Regions from separate parts of the Mus musculus genome. Here region 1 is linked to region 2. A link is a contact called in public Hi-C data. All regions are on one chromosome and are shown on one strand. Each heading gives the region's core, a stretch centred on a gene start, on an enhancer-like site or on the middle of the called end of the contact. The rest is flanking DNA. Distances are from core to core; before and after follow the strand shown.

Evidence for each region. A called contact is a pair of places that touch in the nucleus more often than the background predicts.
Region 1: a contact with region 2 is called in a Hi-C map of uterus, with 3 times the contacts expected there. The contact joins two enhancer-like sites. A contact is called at or near these places in 20 of 484 Hi-C or Micro-C datasets (the 3T3-L1 cell line, CD4 T cells, CD8 T cells and 7 more) and 3 of 115 datasets of contacts at active chromatin or transcription factors (cardiomyocytes, double positive thymocytes and large pre-B cells).

Annotation. Positions count from the first base shown.
Region 1 is chr9:32,939,482-32,942,287 of GRCm38.p6, forward strand. No RefSeq gene overlaps it. Among named protein-coding and RNA genes, the nearest start is that of Gm27162, 12 kb to the left of the region's middle. Within about 2 kb of position 1,255, at least 264 of the 459 cell types and tissues checked have an H3K27ac peak or open chromatin away from gene starts, as enhancers often do. A contact at or near this core is called in CD8 T cells, double positive thymocytes and uterus, where this site is marked.
Region 2 is chr9:32,815,333-32,818,067 of GRCm38.p6, forward strand. The region is part of intron 2 of Gm3331 (a long non-coding RNA gene); the gene reads left to right. Among named protein-coding and RNA genes, the nearest start is that of Gm3331, 34 kb to the left of the region's middle. Within about 2 kb of position 1,404, at least 48 of the 459 cell types and tissues checked have an H3K27ac peak or open chromatin away from gene starts, as enhancers often do. A contact at or near this core is called in CD8 T cells, double positive thymocytes and uterus, where this site is marked.

The DNA of each region.
Region 1 (2,806 bases), core at 5-2,504, 120 kb after region 2:
CAAGACTGACATTCCTAGCATAAAGGCTTGCTCAGGCTACATTCATTTTTAGCAATAATTCTGAAAGTTCAGACAGTGGGCTCTCCCAGAATCTACACGGACCAAATTCTCTCATGAATTGATCAAGGAAATAGACCAGGCTTGTCCTCCGATATCTTTCTTGGGAGGTTTGCTAGAGGACGGAATAGCTCTGGGTCTAACCTAGAGTCTGTGTTTCAGGCAACGAGTTGGGCTTCTTGAGTTTTGTGTAACTGCCCTGTACCCAAGACTTAAATGCTAAAGTTGAACCTCCCTCCACATCCTCCTCCAGGCTTCAAGATGTTGAGGAACATTAAGCTGGTGACAGAAGAAAGCTGGAGACAAGGCTAGGTCCCTGCTTTGTACAGGTTAGGGATATCCAAAAAAGAATGCTCAAAATACTTCCCACCCCCATACACACATACCCCAAAGGGACAGAACACTAGAGAAGTTCTTTGCTTTTGGTCTTAAGGGGATTTTTTAGAGCAAATACAAACAAAAATGAAAGTGGCTCAAAAATAAGTGGTAATATTCTCCTAGGAATTACAAATGTGACCAGAGACGGAAGAGAGAAAATGGATAGAGTTCCCAAACTTGGATTTATCTGTCTCCTCCCATCTTGGACCATATCTGGCATTCTCTCTAACTCCCATGCCTCGCTTGAAACACTAAATGGTTGGAAGACCAGCGGAGGTGTGTAAAACCTCGTTCATCTGCCATGACATCATTTAGAGGCTGCTTCTACTGGACCCTTCGCAGAGGTGTAGTGCTCTGTGTGGTTTGTGTGCGGTGGGGCAGTGGGGGCAATCTTGGAATCACAGCCACCTGATACATGGTGTTCACTTCTGGGGCTCCCAGCTCCCAGCCCCCAGCCAATACTTTGCTTCCTCAAGGACTAGTGAGAATAGCCTATTTAAACCCCAATACACACTCTCAGTCTAGGGCACGACCCCTTTTGCTGCTCTTGGCTAGCTCTGTAGTCCCACCCTCAGCCTGCAGGGTCCTGCCGAAGCCGAACCGTGCACTTCCGGGTCCCACACTCCACTTGCGTGCTTCCCAGCCCACTAGAGAGATTTTTCAGAAAACTATTTTTAGAAATAGTAACCTCAGAGTAAGCAAGGCACGGCACTCCAGATTGGGCGTTTTTCTGGGGCAGTTGAGCTAAGGAGCATTCGTTTAAAGAGAAAGGTGTAACAGCCGCCCTTGCTGTTCAACCCCGGAGATCATTTCAGATTCCTGGGTTTGACTCCCTCTAGCGTCGCGATTGAGAAGACATGTCTAAATCCAGGCTTGGGAGACTGGTTGGGAACCAGGACAAAAAGTGTTTTTCTTCGCTTTGTTCCTAAATTCCTCTCTGCTCTCCGCTCTCTCTTTTGTGACAGAGTTCCCAGCATGGGAAGAAAATGAAGATTAAGTATTAGTTTAAGAATAGTAAAACAATTTATTTGCATCTTTTTTTTCTTATTCCGGGAAGGATCAGCGATTAAACAGAAGTTTATCTCAAGAATGAGGCTATAATGTAACTTCTGGATATCTCTGTTTACATTAAGTCTAGTCCCTGAAGAGAATCTGCATGCGCACTGTTAGGGAACACTGTGTACTGTGCATCTTGTCTCAGAATTAGGGTCAGCAATTCTGCTGCTTTTGGAGAGGACAAATTCCGAGGAGGGGCTTGTGGGCACAGTGGCGAGCAGCATGAGACTTTGCAAACGTAAGAGACACAGCCACATACTGCTAGCAGCTCAGAGCAGTGTGTCTGTCTTTGCAAGTTGAAATCATTGGCTGTTTTATCATATTTCCTTATGAATTTGATGAGCCTGCTTCAAGAAGGAAACTGGAGAAAAAAAATGCAAATTAACTTTTCTAGACCGAGTGCCCTGAGATTTCGCTGACGGAAAGGAACCCTGATTGAAGGGATCTTCAGTGGTCAGGAGGGCTCAGTCCTCCAGTTATCTGGTTTGGTTATAAATGACTGGATTTCTTCTATAACCTGGCTGTGGCTTACTAACGTCTGAGCTACAGAGTAAACCAAAGTGACTGTGGGTGATAAGAGGGGAAACGTGTGTGGTGCACACTGAAGACATGCTCATACCTCCCGGGCTGTTTTGAGTCAGACTTTGTGAATTATGGAACAGCAGTCATTCATTCAACAGAAAGCATTCCATTCACAAACACTGCAGCTAAGCTCACAATGGTTCATTATGAGGTCTTTTGCTGAAGGGCTGCTTGCCTTGCCAGGGTAACAGTCTCTTCTTTGACTGTCTTTCTGTTCTCATTTACCATTTTCACATATTTCTCTTCAGAACTTATCTGATGTCTAGCAACCCCTGGTGGGGAGTCTGGAATGCTCACCCCCCCCAACCCCACCTACTCAGCCTGTATACATCAAATGATTTAATTCTTGAAGGTGGACCATTCTAGTGCTGATTTTCCAGGATGTATAGGCTTGTTTGCCTTGGCAGCCACAGAAAACAAAGGCATGGGTGGTGGGCTGGGAAGATGGCTAAGTATGTAAAGTGCCTGTCTTACATGCTCATGACCCAAGAAAACAGAACCGATAAACAAACAAACAAACAAACAAATGGGTGCATGCTATGTACAATGAAGAAAGACTCTGAACTATGGCTCTGAAGATGGTTTTAAGTGTGAAGAAAGTATGAATGAAAGACGGTGAGGATCGAAGTTTTAGGACGTCAGGTTGCAGTATGGGTGGCGAATGTCTTCCTTGTTCAATATGCCAGAGGCTCTCATAGGTGAGGGCGGGGCAGTAGTTGAGGAGAAAACAAAA
Region 2 (2,735 bases), core at 154-2,653:
CTTTTCCAGAATGGCTTTCTCAGCATATGGGAACCACAACCAAGTTAGCAGGATCCTGAAGCAAGCAGGCGGACATGGACCAAATTCCAGAGAATAACATGGGGAATCCAGGGGGTTATCCTTACCTCACATAAGGATGTATATATAGCTCACATGAGGACACTAAGCTTCTTCTTAGCCTTCTTCAACTTCTTCTCAGTCTCATTTATTACACCAGAACACTCAACTGCTGGTCGCTTGGTCCGCCACTGTTACATCCTCTTCTGAAAAGCTCGAAGGAAGCACAGTGACATTCTGCCTGTAGTTGGCACAGCAGTGAGATCAGTATGCACACTACATATGCGGTCTGCTTTATAACGTTATTGCTCAGAAACAGGATGGAGGGTGTGCTGGCTCAGAGGTACTGGGAGAACCACAAAAGAGACACCTGGTGAGAGCTGCAAAGGAAGCAAGGACTGCTGACAAGGGTCACTTGGTGTGAGGTTCTCCACTGGGCACAAGATTACTTGGCCAATCTATTCCAAGTGGGGCATTTTTTTCCCTGTGGAACGTTCCCTTATCCCTCCTTCTTTTCCACCTTTCCAGAATTTCTGAAGATACTTTCATCTCTGACCATCTGCCATTGTTTTACCTTACCACCACTGCCCATGCGACATATAGAGGCTGTTAAATGGACAGATGATTGAGACTGTGGTATGGAAGAGGAGCTATTAGAACATTTAAACCCTGAGAATCTTGCATGTGGGGTATCATTCCTTTCTTTATGATTTTTATGCTAATAGTTTGGTGGCAAAATATTTTACCAGAGACCGGGGAGTGACCAACAACCAAACCATTTGGAAGAAGCCATTCTACATCAAAACTTGTCTATCATACCCTTAAAATCAGCCAATTACTGTGGCAATTTGTGTGAGAGAGTGTGTGTGTTCTTTCACTTTTCTTATTCTTTGAGGCAAGAGAAAACATTACTTGCGTGCTAATGGGCAGAGGTCTTTCAGGGCGCATGCGCCAGAGCATATACTTTTCTACAGGGTCCTCCTGCTTGGTGTTTCTGTAAGCAGAGCAGAATCACATTGCACCATTGCTTCCTTTCTCTCTGTGCTTAGAAGCTTGACCACTCCAGAGACTGCTGCACCAAGGGCTTCTGAGAAATGCAACCCTTGCCTGAGGATGCTGGGAAGAAATAGCAGCGGAGCCAGTGTCCTCTTTACAGAACTCCTCAAGTCACAGAACGCTGAGTTCTCCTGGTGGTCATGGGTTCATGCTACTTCATCTTACAGCTAAAGAGACCGACTTCCAGAGGGAAAAAAAGAAACTTGACTAGACCTTCCCTACAACAGAGCTGGGACACAGCCTGGGCTTCTAAGCTCCCTGTAGTCAACTGCAGCTCCCCAGGGCTTCCTCCTTCCTTCCTCCAAATCTGGAGGACCCGAGAGGGGACAGCTGTGGGTAGTTTTGCGCACAGGTGTTTCCGTTGGTTCCCAGACTCTGCTGCTTTTCTGGGAGACTCATTTGTAGGCTTTGCCCCGTCTCTTGAGATTCCCGGATCGCAGTCTAGACCGACTCCAGAGACTTCCTTCTCAGGGGCATCCAAGAGAGGTCAGCTATTCATTCTCGCCTGAGTCATAAGGGGTGGGCACGGTCCCAGGATCTTGCTTCTTAAGACTCAGCTCAATGTCCACCTGACTCAGCAGGAGCTGCTGACTTTCCTGGGGATGCTCTCACCAGAAGTTATGAGGTTGTGTTTCTGTTTCTGTGAGGAGGAGACAAAAAGAGCTGACAGTGACCACTGGGAAGGAGAAGGCACACACACAAACACAGCATTCTCAACCCTATAAATAACCCTAATTAAAAAGAAAACACCAGCATGCTCTCATCTTTTTAACTTTTTTTCTGGTTGGACATCATGGGAGGTCCTCCCAGAGGAACATCTAGGCTTGCCAACAATAACCAGGCTCTGAGAAAGAGAAGTTTCTATGTCTCTGTCTCTCTCTGTCTCTCTGTCCCTCTGTCTCTGTCTGTCTCTGTCTCTATGTCTCTGTCTCCCTGTCTTTGTCTCTCTCTCTGTCTCTCTCCCCCTTTGTCTCTGTCTTTCTGTCTCTCTCTCTCCCCCTCTCTCCCAGCCAGTTCGAATCTCAAGCATCTTTTTCTCACCATTCGTTCTGATCCTCCCTTCCCCCTTTCTGTTCTTTAAGGTGATGCTCACCCTGTCTCTGAATTTGTATTCTACCCTGAAGTATGAAGCACTGTCAGTTGATTTATGAGGGCAGTTCAGTGGGGCATCATTCATCACACAATTAAAATAGTGCATGAGGGCTTCCCCTGGAGGGAGGTTTTGGCTATTCTAGACTCATTTTTAAAACGGACCAGATAACAGGAGACACAGCACAGAAGTCGCTTTCTCTTACAAAACAGGAGGAATGGGGAATGCAGCTTAGCTGTCTAAGAAAGCTCTTTGAGCCCCACCAGGAGGGCAGAGTCTCTGTACAACTAGAGTATGGGGAGGCTACTTCAGGTGACAGTCTGAGGTCCCAGTGTGGCCCAGCCTTCTGTTTTGTGAAAGAGGATCCAGGCCTGAGAATTTTATAGGACCCTCCCTACGCTCCAGGACACACAGTGGGACATGAACTGAATGGAGGAAGAACTAAGCGCTCAGTTTCAAGTTAGAGTTCTTCAGCATTTAAACTTAGAAAGTATGGTCATTTAATTCCCAACATTGTAAAACAGAACAAAAC